Linked DNA regions of Mus musculus: all the other regions are linked to region 2. Evidence: chromatin contacts called from public Micro-C and promoter capture Hi-C data. All regions are on one chromosome and are shown on one strand. Each heading gives the region's core, a stretch centred on a gene start, on an enhancer-like site or on the middle of the called end of the contact. The rest is flanking DNA. Distances are from core to core; before and after follow the strand shown. Region 1 overlaps Sox6 (SRY (sex determining region Y)-box 6). Region 2 holds the start of Sox6 (SRY (sex determining region Y)-box 6). Region 3 overlaps Sox6 (SRY (sex determining region Y)-box 6).

What was found. Promoter capture Hi-C pulls out the DNA fragments that hold promoters and counts their contacts. A called contact is a pair of places that touch in the nucleus more often than the background predicts.
Region 1: a promoter capture Hi-C map of trophoblast stem cells shows a contact between it and region 2, with 2.7 times the contacts expected there. The contact joins the enhancer-like site here to the promoter of Sox6 in region 2. A contact is called at or near these places in 9 of 39 promoter capture datasets (cranial neural crest, embryonic stem cells, fetal liver and 5 more), 1 of 15 datasets of contacts at CTCF or cohesin (the G1E-ER4 cell line), 39 of 484 Hi-C or Micro-C datasets (the AtT-20 cell line, the G1E-ER4 cell line, the HL-1 cell line and 27 more), 21 of 115 datasets of contacts at active chromatin or transcription factors (astrocytes, cardiomyocytes, craniofacial prominence and 15 more) and 2 of 9 other capture datasets (adipose tissue and embryonic stem cells).
Region 3: a Micro-C map of the G1E-ER4 cell line shows a contact between it and region 2, with 5 times the contacts expected there. The contact joins the enhancer-like site here to the promoter of Sox6 in region 2. A contact is called at or near these places in 10 of 39 promoter capture datasets (the HPC-7 cell line, embryonic stem cells, fetal liver and 7 more), 1 of 15 datasets of contacts at CTCF or cohesin (the G1E-ER4 cell line), 8 of 484 Hi-C or Micro-C datasets (the G1E-ER4 cell line, cranial neural crest, liver and 2 more), 10 of 115 datasets of contacts at active chromatin or transcription factors (cardiomyocytes, embryonic forebrain, embryonic limb bud and 7 more) and 3 of 9 other capture datasets (adipose tissue, embryonic stem cells and pancreatic islet).

Annotation. Positions count from the first base shown.
Region 1 is chr7:115,818,008-115,821,867 of GRCm38.p6, reverse strand. The region is part of intron 2 of Sox6 (SRY (sex determining region Y)-box 6); the gene reads left to right. Among named protein-coding and RNA genes, the nearest start is that of Sox6os, 210 kb to the left of the region's middle. Within about 2 kb of position 2,542, at least 3 of the 459 cell types and tissues checked have an H3K27ac peak or open chromatin away from gene starts, as enhancers often do. A contact at or near this core is called in the G1E-ER4 cell line and trophoblast stem cells, where this site is marked.
Region 2 is chr7:116,036,740-116,040,926 of GRCm38.p6, reverse strand. It overlaps Sox6 (SRY (sex determining region Y)-box 6), which reads left to right and starts at 2,183. Exons shown (of 16, transcript NM_001025559.3): 1 at 2,183-2,250.
Region 3 is chr7:115,895,902-115,899,820 of GRCm38.p6, reverse strand. The region is part of intron 2 of Sox6 (SRY (sex determining region Y)-box 6); the gene reads left to right. Among named protein-coding and RNA genes, the nearest start is that of Sox6os, 130 kb to the left of the region's middle. Within about 2 kb of position 1,795, at least 2 of the 459 cell types and tissues checked have an H3K27ac peak or open chromatin away from gene starts, as enhancers often do. A contact at or near this core is called in the G1E-ER4 cell line, where this site is marked.

The DNA.
Region 1 (3,860 bases), core at 1,293-3,792, 220 kb after region 2:
ATGCCCTTGTGTTTGAAAAGCTTTCCTGCCTCTTTCTCTAGAAGTTAGGGTATATGCAATGTCACATGCAGTAAGGTTTTAGGATGTTGTTTGAGTTCCTGTGCCCTCCTTGGGATCAGCTGAGACAGTTGTGTCTAAATGAATATTGCTGGAGCTCCCCCCCCCCGCTCCCGCCCCCGTCCCAGGGCTGTCTGATTCCCTGCTTTTGCAGCTGGTATAGCAGTAAGAGTCATACCTTTTGAAGTGTTTCCAGCTCTGACCTGTGTCCAGAGTAGCTTGTGAGGTCAGGGCTGGTGAGTAGAAATTGGGTCTCATCTTCCTCTAAACCTAGATATGAATAAGCAGTGGTATCCTTGTATTTCACCATTGACTGTTTAAGGACATAGTTACATGTGGGTCATCAATGCTAGTCAGAAAATGCACAGTAGAAAAGGATGGTTTACATTAATAAACAGTTCTTAGACACTACAGCGCACCTCCCAGTCTCCTGTATTGTATAGAAGCTGTAGTTAGTTGCTCAAGTGATTTTGCTGTCAAAGTACCTGGAATGAGAGTCTGGATGGCCGGGTCATTGACCTCCTCTTCTTCCTTCTCCTTCCTTTCCGCCTCCTCTTCTTCCTTCTTGTTTTAGTTACTTTCTATTGCCAAGACAAAACACTAAGACCAAGGCAACTTTTAAAAGAAAGCTTTTAATTTGGGGCTTACAGTTCCAGAGAGTTAGGGTTCATGACGACCATGGCAGGGAGAGTAGTAACAGGCATCAGGTATTGGTGCTAGAGAAGTAGGCAAGAGCTTACATGTTGAGACAACAACCATGAGGCAGAGAAAGAGTTAACTGGGAATGGCTTAAGCCCACCTCACAGTGAAACATCTCCTCTAATAAGTCCACACCCCCTAATCCTTCCCATACAATTCTACTAACTTTGTCTAAACATTCAAATATATGAGCCTGTGGAGGCCATTCTCATTCAAACCACCACAGCTTTTCTCTTCTTTCTCCTTCTCTTTTTCTTCTCTCTCTGCCTGTCTTTATCTCTATCCCTTCTTTCAGTAGATATCTAGTAATCAAATACCTCCAACTCTAGGATTAGAAATTATCTTTCGTTTGTTTTTTGAAGTGTTAGGGATCAACTCCAGGACTAGGAAAGCACTCTGCCATTGGGCTATACTTTAGGCCTAAAAGAAAATAGAAAAGAGTGGATTAAAGTTGAACTAAGTGAGCATTTAGAACACACACACACACACACACACACACACACACACACACACACACAGAATATTCATAATGATATTCTATATGGAGGGACTATATTGTAAGGAAGGAGTCATGTGGTAATTCTAGACTGCCAGCTTTCACACTCTGTCCTCTGTTTGCTTGGTATGCCCTTTGGGTGAGTGCTGTTTCATTTTCTCTTTTTTTGTGAGATGGAGGTTTTTTGCTCTGTGGTCCTAGCTGGCCTCACAGTTATTATGTAGATTGAGGAAGTTTTGAACCTGAAGTTATCCTCCTGTTTCTACCTCCTGAGTGATAGGATTAAGGACATGTGTCATCTCAATTGGCCTTATATTTTATTTTTTTAATAAGCATAAGAATAAGAATAATTTTATTCCTTGGTTTCATTATTAAACAGGACAGTGATGTCTCCTAACTCCTGTTGTAGTCTGAGAACATGAGCTCACACTATGTGTAGTAGCAGAGCACAGGGCATGGCTTTTCTAAGTTTTTAGTGATTTTTCCAATGTTCATCTGTCTAACCATCATCTATCCATTTACTATCTCATTTGTTTATCTTTTTAATGTTCCTGGAAAAATAAATTGATTGGTTTGGCTTTTTAATTGTATTTATGTTTAAAATTTGAAATGAATTTAATGGATCAGGGCGTGAGTAAAGAGGAGACATTTAATAGAGTATGGAAGTTTAGAAGCTTCATTTTAAATTTTCTATCATGGCTACTGTTTTTCTGGTTAGTTAATACCCTTCTAGTTTCTCCTTAATTATTTAATAGCATTTAAACAACTGGGTAATATTTACTGATGTCGTCTTTATACCAAATATTGTACTAGGTTGGCACCATGGATGCAGAGAAACATGAAATTTTGTTCTCTTTCTTGGAAACTCTATAGTCTGGTTGGGGTAATCTATACAATTGCTTATAGTCTATCATTCTTTCATTAGAAAAAGGTTGTGTGGATGAACTATTGAATAAACACGTTGTGAGGATGACTTCCTTAGAGCACTTCCTGAGAGGACCACAGTACCTGGGATGGTCCAGCTGGTTCCACGAAGCTGAGGGAAGTGACAGGGCCAGGTAGAACCTAACAGCAAGTGTGAACAGAGCTTGAGGGTACCAGTGTACACAGGGCAGAAAGGGAAGGTACAGCCCAGAAAAGGCTTAGGAAAGTCAGATGAGTCTGGGTGCAGGGTCTTGAATGCCTGGGTCAGGAGTTTAGATCTCACTGTGTCTCCTGAGGAAAGCTACTGATGTGTTTTGATTAGAACAGTGGAGGCAGACAGAATGGCAGCAATTCATTGAAAGAGGAAGGAACTGAAAGAGATAAGCTAGTTTAGAGTAGGTTGCTAGAGTTGAGCCTGATGCACAGAAAAACCCTGTCCTGAGGTTATTTTAAGTATGGCTAGCAGGGAGGGCCTGAGAGACATCAGCAGGGTGGCTTGACACAGTTGAGGCAGGCTGGCAAAGAGCAGCTGGGATGCTTCTGAGACTCTTATACGTCTGTGTAAACAAGGGAAGGTGCTGAGGAAAACTCTGATCTACCTAGTTTTAAGTTTTGTTGCTATGGCATTGTAAAGTGTATCTTCATGTTAACAGCCTGTGGTTGTTTGGGGCCTTTCACAGAAGGAAGAAATGTTGGGAGGAGACAAAATAATCATGGGGTTTAGAAATAAAGCAGACCTTCCTGGTGAGAGCACGGGGGTCTGCCTGGCCTGAGAGGTTTGTGGCACAGGCGCCGGCGGGAGCCTTCTTGGCTCCGGGACTCCGCGGAGGGCAGGCTGCACGGGTGACCGTGTGGAATACAGAGTGCCAGCTGTTTCTGGGACGGGCGAGAGAGTCGCAGAGCTTCTGGGCGGCGCCATCTTTAGCTCCAGACAGCCGGCCACCTTCCTGGTGAGAGCACGGGGTCTGCCTGGCCTGAGAGGTTTGTGGCACAGGCGCCGGCGGGAGCCTTCTTGGCTCCGGGACTCCGCGGAGGGCAGGCTGCACGGGTGACCGTGTGGAATACAGAGTGCCAGCTGTTTCTGGGACGGGCGAGAGAGTCGCAGAGCTTCTGGGCGGCGCCATCTTCAGCTCCAGACAGCCGGCCACCTTCCTGGTGAGAGCACGGGGGTCTGCCTGGCCTGAGAGGTTTGTGGCACAGGCGCCGGCGGGAGCCTTCTTGGCTCCGGGACTCCGCGGAGGGCAGGCTGCACGGGTGACCGTGTGGAATACAGAGTGCCAGCTGTTTCTGGGACGGGCGAGAGAGTCGCAGAGCTTCTGGGCGGCGCCATCTTTAGCTCCAGACAGCCGGCCACCTTCCTGGTGAGAGCACGGGGTCTGCCTGGCCTGAGAGGTTTGTGGCACAGGCGCCGGCGGGAGCCTTCTTGGCTCCGGGACTCCGCGGAGGGCAGGCTGCACGGGTGACCGTGTGGAATACAGAGTGCCAGCTGTTTCTGGGACGGGCGAGAGAGTCGCAGAGCTTCTGGGCGGCGCCATCTTCAGCTCCAGACAGCCGGCCACCTTCCTGGTGAGAGCACGGGGGTCTGCCTGGCCTGAGAGGTTTGTGGCACAGGCGCCGGCGGGAGCCTTCTTGGCTCCGGGACTCCGCGGAGGGCAGGCTGCACGGGTGACCGTGTGGAATACAG
Region 2 (4,187 bases), core at 934-3,433:
CCTCTCTTGTTTTCAGTTCTCATCTTAAGACCTCTGCTTATGACTGCTTGCATCTCTAAGTACCTTTGTCTCCCATCGAAGAGCAAGCAAAGGAACCCAAGGGAGGCCGAGGCCGCCCTGAGCCATGACCTCCGTCCTGTAGGAGCCGAGGCTGTGTCTTTCTCAAGGTATCTACCCGTTCCCTGCCTGGGTAGTTAGTGCTGAAAGTCCGGGTCTCGGATCTGTTCTCTAACCCCAGGTTTGTAGTCTAGTGAGAGAATGCACTGAGTACTGGCATTAGCTACTTTGCAGGTGTCGCTCTGCCATCTTCTGATCTGGGTTTCCCAGCAGTACGGCTTCCGGGACTCCTCTGCTCCAGGGGGACCTTCGTAGGCTTAAAACAAAAACAAAAACAAAAACAAAAACAAAAAACAAAAAACAAAACAAAACAAAAACTGTCCCGGAGGTCGTCCTGGCTGCCAGCTCTGCCTGCATGATGGGTCGTAGTGGCTTTGAGCCCAGCGCACTCTTGAGCTCCACCTCAAGGTGGCGACCGAGGCACGTAAACAAAGGCTGCACTGGCAGTTGGCACCCATGGGCTCCTCCACGAACTCCAGTTTCCCAGCGGCTCCTCCGAGAGCTGAATTGACTGTTAAAGGGGCCCTTGTAGATGGATCGTTGGGCCGGAATGTCAGCCGTGCGTTCGTGCGTGACTGAATGACTGAATGACTCTCTTTCTGTGTGTACACGCACGTGCGCGTAGCCTGCGCTTCTGTATCGCCGAAGCAGGCAGAAGCGCTTCTAGGATGGAAACTAGCCCCGTTTGGGACGCTGGAGCTTTCCTGGCGTCACCTGAGCCTGCAGTCCCCCCAACCCCCCTCCCGTCCCCTGTGATCTGGCTGGTCCGGGCTTCTGCCCACTGTGCGGCCTGAGTACCCTGGGTCAGTGAGCAACTGGCAGGACAGAGGGTTTGATTGCTGTGGCAAACAGCAGGTTTGCAGATCTCTGTTCAGTGACACCCACGATTTATGAGTGGCTCCGGTATATACAACTCTTTGCTGCGCTGGAGTCCTCTAGGGTGCGCGCAGGCCGACCCTAGGGGTAGGGGTAGTTGTGGGCGGAGAAGAGAGACACGGACAGTGAAAGAATAAGCATGCGGCAGTCATACAGTCTTACCTCAGGGACGAAGGACACGGTTCCTAGAACTGCGATCTGCACGGCCAGTGTGCAGCCCAGCTGTTTCTCCCGTAGGCGCTTCCCGCCTAACACCGCCTTCTGACTAACTTGGATAGGGCTTGAGCTGCCCCCTCCTTTTTTCCTCCCCTTCTTTTCCTTTCCAGACATCGCTTTAACTCAACCCAAGGCATATCCAGAAGTCAGTTCCGTATAGAGCTTCCATTCAGTCGTGGGGGGGGAAATCCGGTATACAGTTTCTTGTAGGCAGATGGAAGAACTAGATGGTTACAGGACTTTGGAGGGGTGCGTAGGAATGGCACGGGGTGTTGGTGGCAGCGAAAGACAGTTTCTTTGGGGTCTTCGCACTGCCGCAGGTAAGGCTCTCAGATTACAGCTGCCCTCCTGTAGAGTCACAGTTGTGGGCTAGCGGAGGGCGCTCTGCTGTTGAGAGGGGAGTGGAGGAGGGTGGAGTGGGAGAAATGGGCTCTGGACAGACTCCACCAGCACGCATTGTCTTGGTTGGTGTCTGTGCCGGGCGCTCAGCTGATGTCTTTGGGAGCTTTTGAACAAGGTAGACCCTCTAATACCCTCCCCCACTCTCTAGACAGTGTTTCAAAAGATGCGAATAGCTCTAAAATAAGTTTAATTTTTTGTCTGACTTCCCGTTCAAGATGTAAAAAGGATCAAATAAATGAAACTTTATTTGACTGTGGAGTTTATCCAGAGACTCAGCGACATCTCTGGTCTTTGGCCTTATTCTAATTCTATGGTAGTAATTACCCTTCGTTTCTTTAAGTGCGATAGATTTATTGCCTTAGAGACTATGCACAGTTTGATTGAATTATTCATTTTTTTCTTTGGTGTAGACTGCATCTGGGGACTCTGATGTGACGTGTAGATTTTTTTTTTCAGGAACAAAGGGAATGTGGAAATGAAAGAGAGAGGGAGAGAGAGGCTGGCAGATGTAATGAGACGCGGTGAAGGTGTACGCAGACGGGCACTCCCACGCCTCCTCCCTTCGGCTCTCACTGCAGCCCTGGGTAACTCGCAGGCTAACACAAACAGCTTTTCTCCCGCAGCCTGCCCTCTGTCACTGTAAGTACATCACCCTTCTCTTATCAGCATGCAGATTCCAGCCACGCACTCCCTCGCCTTGGCTTTGCACCTTTGACAGCAAAAGCACATTGGGAAATTAACTTTCCTAAGCTAGGAAAGGCATGTCTAGAAAACTTACTTTTTATTTATCTTTATTGTTCTTTGAAAACAGAAGTTCATGCATTTTTACCACTTTTCCTACCTTTGTGACAGTGCTCTGTTGCTCTTGTCACCGTGGCTATGCTTTTTTCAACTGGATGACTCTCAGATTCAGATGAAATTTAATGTTATTCTCCATCCGTTTAAAGTACAGGCGCAGTGCCTTGTCCTTCTGCGAAATGCTATCTTAAAGGACGAAGAATATTATTCACAGTTTGCTTTTGTTGCTGAAACCCGAGTTCCAACCTCTTTGAGGCACTGCCTGTCCCAAGGGCACTGTTATTTGGGAGCTGATACTATCTGCTTCTCCCAAACTTAAACAAAAGTGCCGCGGGCTGCGAGAGCGCTTGGGTGTTTGTCATCCAGGGTTAAGGAGACCAATGGCGAAAACTTTTCTCCACGCTGTAATTAAAGTTTTTCAACTTCTTCCCTTTTGCCTTTTACACTCGTTCACATACTCTTCGTTTTGTTAAAAGTTCTCCTTGGTGTTTTGGAGTGAGTGACATATTTGTCCTGTTTACACAGTAGCCATGAAGCCCTTCCTGCGAGAAGTTGGCCACCTTAAGATGAAGTCATGTAGGTCTGAATGATCCGCCCGGTTAGTGTAAAAGAGCCTTTCAAAGGGAGAATTCGAGGTTTTAACGGCTGTTCTATTTTCTTTCTTTCTTTCTTTCTTTCTTTCTTTCTTTCTTTCTTTCTTTCTTTCTTTCTTCTCTCTCTCTCTCTCTCTCTCTCTCTCTCTCTCTCTCTCTTTGCGTGGGTGTTTTAAATATTAACTTCTGAAGCAGGATTAATTGCATTGCCCTTCCCAAGTTCAGGGGGAACCTCTCTCCAGGAACGCGCCTTGTCTCTGCCAGTTCGTGCCTCTTCTCTGGAGGTGCGAGGCCAAACTTAACAAAGCCGAGTTGCCTTTGGTTGGTCGAGGTGCAAAGGGACACAAACACAGCGGGCGCCCAGGCAGCAACCGCAGCAGGCAGGTAAGTCAGCCCCACCCGCTGGCCTCTTCTTCCCTTCTCAGTCCTGGCATTTCAAAGGCTGGGTTCAAGTCGAGCTGGCTCCAGACCCTAGAAGTGAGCTTGTGTGTTCCAGGATTGGGATGCGGTGTCGGGTGCCCTTCATAGACTTCTTGGAACCCGCAGGCGTGCGGATCAGGTGGGAAGCCCACCAGACCAGCGGATGGATGCCTGGCTTTCTGCCTCACCCACTTGCGTAGTACAGCTGGTGCTCAAGGCTTTGGAGGAAACCCTTAGCAAGCACACACCCCTACTTCCCCCGGGCCACATGTCACCCAGTGCAGTCTGGATTGTGACGCCCAGACCCCAAACTTTAGTGTTCTTCCTTTGGGACGAAATATGTCACCTGCTCTGGGTTGTTTGCCCCTCAGCCATCTACTTTGGTACTAGTTTATGACTTGAAATCTAAAGCGGTCTCTTGAGCTCCTTTTCAGAAGGTACTAGGGCCTTGGATCACAGAAATCTTTTTCTTTTCCTTCTTGCCTCCCGCCAGCCCAGAGGCCTGTTTTCTGGTCGGCTGGTTCTGCTTCCCAGATCCCAGAATACTCTGTGATTTTAAAAGACCAATGTGCTGGTATTGGGAAAGCCAAACCTGCCTCAGCAATTAGGAGGAACCCAGTGGCGCCCATGTTTGCTTATGCAATGGCTCATCTGTTTGAATGGCTCTTCCCTGCGAATTGGTCTTTGACACCTATCTTGGCACTTCTCTTTGCAGCTTTTTAGGGCAGGTCATTTGGTTTGACCTGTAGGATTTGGACAGGGTTT
Region 3 (3,919 bases), core at 546-3,045, 140 kb after region 2:
CTATCATTATGTGCAAACAGCTTTAAAGATAATTTGGATTTTTCAAAATATATAAAAGCAAACAAAAATGTATAAATTATATTTTAAAGAGCTAGACCTGCTAATATACACCCAACACCCAGGAGGGTTAAGGCCAGCCTGGCTGTATAGTCAGATTCTATCTAAGAAAACAAAAACCCTACAAAAATACAATAAAATGAAGAAGCAACAAAAAAAATTTCTAAGCCCAAATTTTCAGTTCTTGAAACCATTACCTTTTAAGAAATTTGATTACATTCTAAATTATGTGATGTAACAGCAATAAACACAGATATAAGTTGTTTATAATCCATACAACCATTGGTATTTGTGTCATTTTCAATTAATACTTAGTTTGAATTATGACTATTAATAAGTCATCAATAGAACACTGAAGAATTAATATCTATAATTCCACTGGCAGAGCAGAGGAGCTCTCAGTTATAAATAATATCAAATTTGATTGGGGTGAATGCTATTCTTTATCCTGTATGATGGACTGGGAGGCAGAATAGTTAAGCACATTTAGCAGCTAGTTCAATTTTGTAAGAGAGGGTGTACTATCTGACATTCAGTGTGATATCCAATAGAAACCCAAAGATTGAAAAACACCAAGGAAAATGGAAATTATCTTTACATATTCATGGCCATCACTTTTTCTGTACTTATTTTATGAATTAAATCACGTGACTTTTCTCCTAGGTATTTTAATGTTTAACTCATATGGACCATAAATACACCACTTCAGATGAATATTTGATGTGGTTTTCTATAGGTTAATAAAATGTTTAGTAAGTGCTTAGGAACCAGGCATTCTCCTGGGCTAGATCACATCTAAATACAAGGGCTTTCTGTGTCAGAGTTGATGATTTAGAGGGGAAGATGATCTAGATATATAAATGATTGTAGTGTTATACAGTAAAGGTCTGTCTAAAGTGACGTGAAAGAGATTATCAAAATGCATTTAAATGAAAATTGCATCACGAAAGCCACCACTGGAATCAGGTAATGGTCACAAAAATCAAGGTCTAAGATACCAAATCTTTCTGTGTTCTAGCTTAGAATTATTTCAGACACATAATCAAAGCTTTAGCAGCACCGTTTGTATCTGCTGTGAGGGACATGATCGACTAAGCTTATTCCCAGGGGCAGAAACATCAGTGACAGTACTCAGACATATAGACACAAGCTCACTACTGTGGCTGGAATGAAGTGTAGAAGGAAGTCTACAAAGTGTTACAGATGTGGAAAGAAACTTTACAATTGGTTCTTTAAGAAAAATACTTTTCAGTCTCCAAGGATGTCAGCTAGGCAAGTTCTTTACTATTGAGTTACATCCTCAGGCTTAGACTTTGACTCTTATCTTCCTCTTAGATCACGTTGGGGATAAAGGGTCAAATGCTGAGTGCTTTCCCACTTTAATATACAACCAGTGGGTCTATCAACAGGGTTTAGTGGTAGGTAAATTCACTTGGTGCTAAGTGGGAAGACCTGAGTTCAATTCCTAGAACCCACAAAGTTGAAGGAGAGAACTGATGTCCATAAGCACTGTAGTAAAAGATAATGCAGCTAGTGATAAGCCGAGGAAGTAGCTAGCTGGCCAAGACCGCATCTTGCATGACAAGACTCATGCCACAGACTGGATTCCATTCCCCACACTCTAGTAGCCAGGCAGACATCTGTAATCCAAGTACTTCAGGGGTAAAGACAGGAGGGTTAGCCTTTGCTATATAACAACTTTATAGACATCTTCCTATATGATACCCTGCCTCAAACTATTTCACAATAATTTGTTTATGTAATATGACTAAATGGACTATCTGATAATATGTCCATCCACTGGAAAAATGATATAAAATTTTGTCAGTATTTCTTTCTTGATGTGGAGATGTGATGTGTTTGTGACTAGAAGGATTCAGTTGGTTAAAATGCTGAAGGACCTTGTATAACAGGAATGCAAACTATCCTGTTTGTGATTGGGAGCTGATAAGTATTAGTTAGCTCCAGAACTAACATCAGCACTAAAGGAAAGGGACAACCGGTCACATATAAAGTAAAACTTATCCTTTTCATGATGCCTTATTGCACAATCTTGCCACCCCCATCCTGCTCATACTGCTCAGTTACTTGGTTGCTCCCTCCAAATGGGGTCAGACCGCATGCACTTACTGCCCTGATTAAACACAGTGACCTTTCCTATTTGACTGTTAAGGGTGTGTTGAATAGCACATAGTAACAATATATTTTTTGGTGGTGATGGGGATAATAAAAAATTGAACAGCTGCTATTTCGAGGACTAATGCATCAATGACTAGAAATATAACTAGATGTGACAAGTGAGGACTGCTTGGTGGGTGACTAAATGCTGATTGAACTTTTATAGGCCATGTTCCAAATCCGGTGTACCAAGGGAGGTCCTTTAATGGCCCTCAAGTTGTGGGTTATACCTGTGAGCCTAACCCTTCTTGCACAATGATTTACAAGCTGTGCCTTGGGTAGTCCGTGGCATGAGAGCATTTCAAGAACTGCAACTATTAAGTCAAAAATATTGTTGGGTGATTGGATTCACCACAAAAATGGAGACCCTCACTGTCTTAGAAAAAAAGACTGGTTAAAATTTGAGACTGTAAAAAAAGATAAATGTAAAACTGAATTTCAGGTTTAGACAGTTTTATGGCCAAATATATCTGATATAACTCTGACACTGAAATCTCACCTCCTTAACTACTGGTTGTAAACGTCAACTTCTTAAGAGTGGGATGGATGTTGGTCAGTGGTGCTGCGGGCTCTGCTAAAGCTGAAGGTTCAGTCCCCAACAACAGCAATGGCTAGTCCCCACTGTTTCAGTGTTAGTCACAAACTGCTTTGAATCCTTGAAAGTTCCCACCAGTCTACCTTGGACTATAATTACATTGGTGTATGCCTTTTAGCTAAGAGCAGGAGTTCTGAACTCTCAAGAGAGCTTTGAAAGTGGTGTTGATTCTTTTAATTGTCCTTATGTCACTGGGTGACATATGGACACCTTATGCTAGATATTTGTCCTAAATGAAGTGGTATTAATTAAATGTAGTTCTTTGGTTCCTTCAATTAAGATAACTCTAGACCTTCAGTTGTTAGGATCAGAACGATCAGAAGCAGAGGTGCCCTGAAAGCGCTGTGAACTTAATGCCAGTTGAATAAAGCAGACAGGATAGGTGATGGTTGGTTTGCTAATGGTACTTAGGGAAAATTACCAAGCAACAGCATTTCCTAGTTTCTAAATATGTCTGTCTTTACTTTCTTTCCTCCCACTTCTCTCTCTCCTCCCTTTCTCTCCCTCCCTTCTTAAGGTCTTATTATGTAGCTCACCTTGGCATCAAACTCATGATCCTCCAGCCTCAGTCTCTGAGTGCTGGGATTGTGGGCATGTACCACTATGCCCAGCTTTCCTCTTCTTTCTTGTCCCAAATTATTCCCTGACTACATTACAATACTACCTGTGGGAGGTATTTGATGATGCCTGAGTGGCACATTATATTTATAATAGTAAAAATGTGTAATAGTAAAAATGTCAGAGTTAGAAATTCTTTTTTTATAATCCAAAAGAATGTAGAAAATTATCTATGATGAATACTTAAACATAAGATCTGTGTCACAATGAAGCAATTAAAACAATAGGAACTTTAGTAAATTTAAGCTAACAGCTGTTACCATCGACATATGTCACAGTTGTGGAAAGGTACACGTGCAGTGCTAAGTGACAGTGTGCTTGTTCAGCTCTCGAAAGGCCTTCAGCTGCCCTCGAACCACACCCAAAGTGCACTCTAGTTTTCATTTATAATCTCTTGTTACATGTTACACTTCTTTGGGTTTCCTTTTTATCTAACTCATAAATGTGGATTTCGTTCTTTCTTAGGACCTG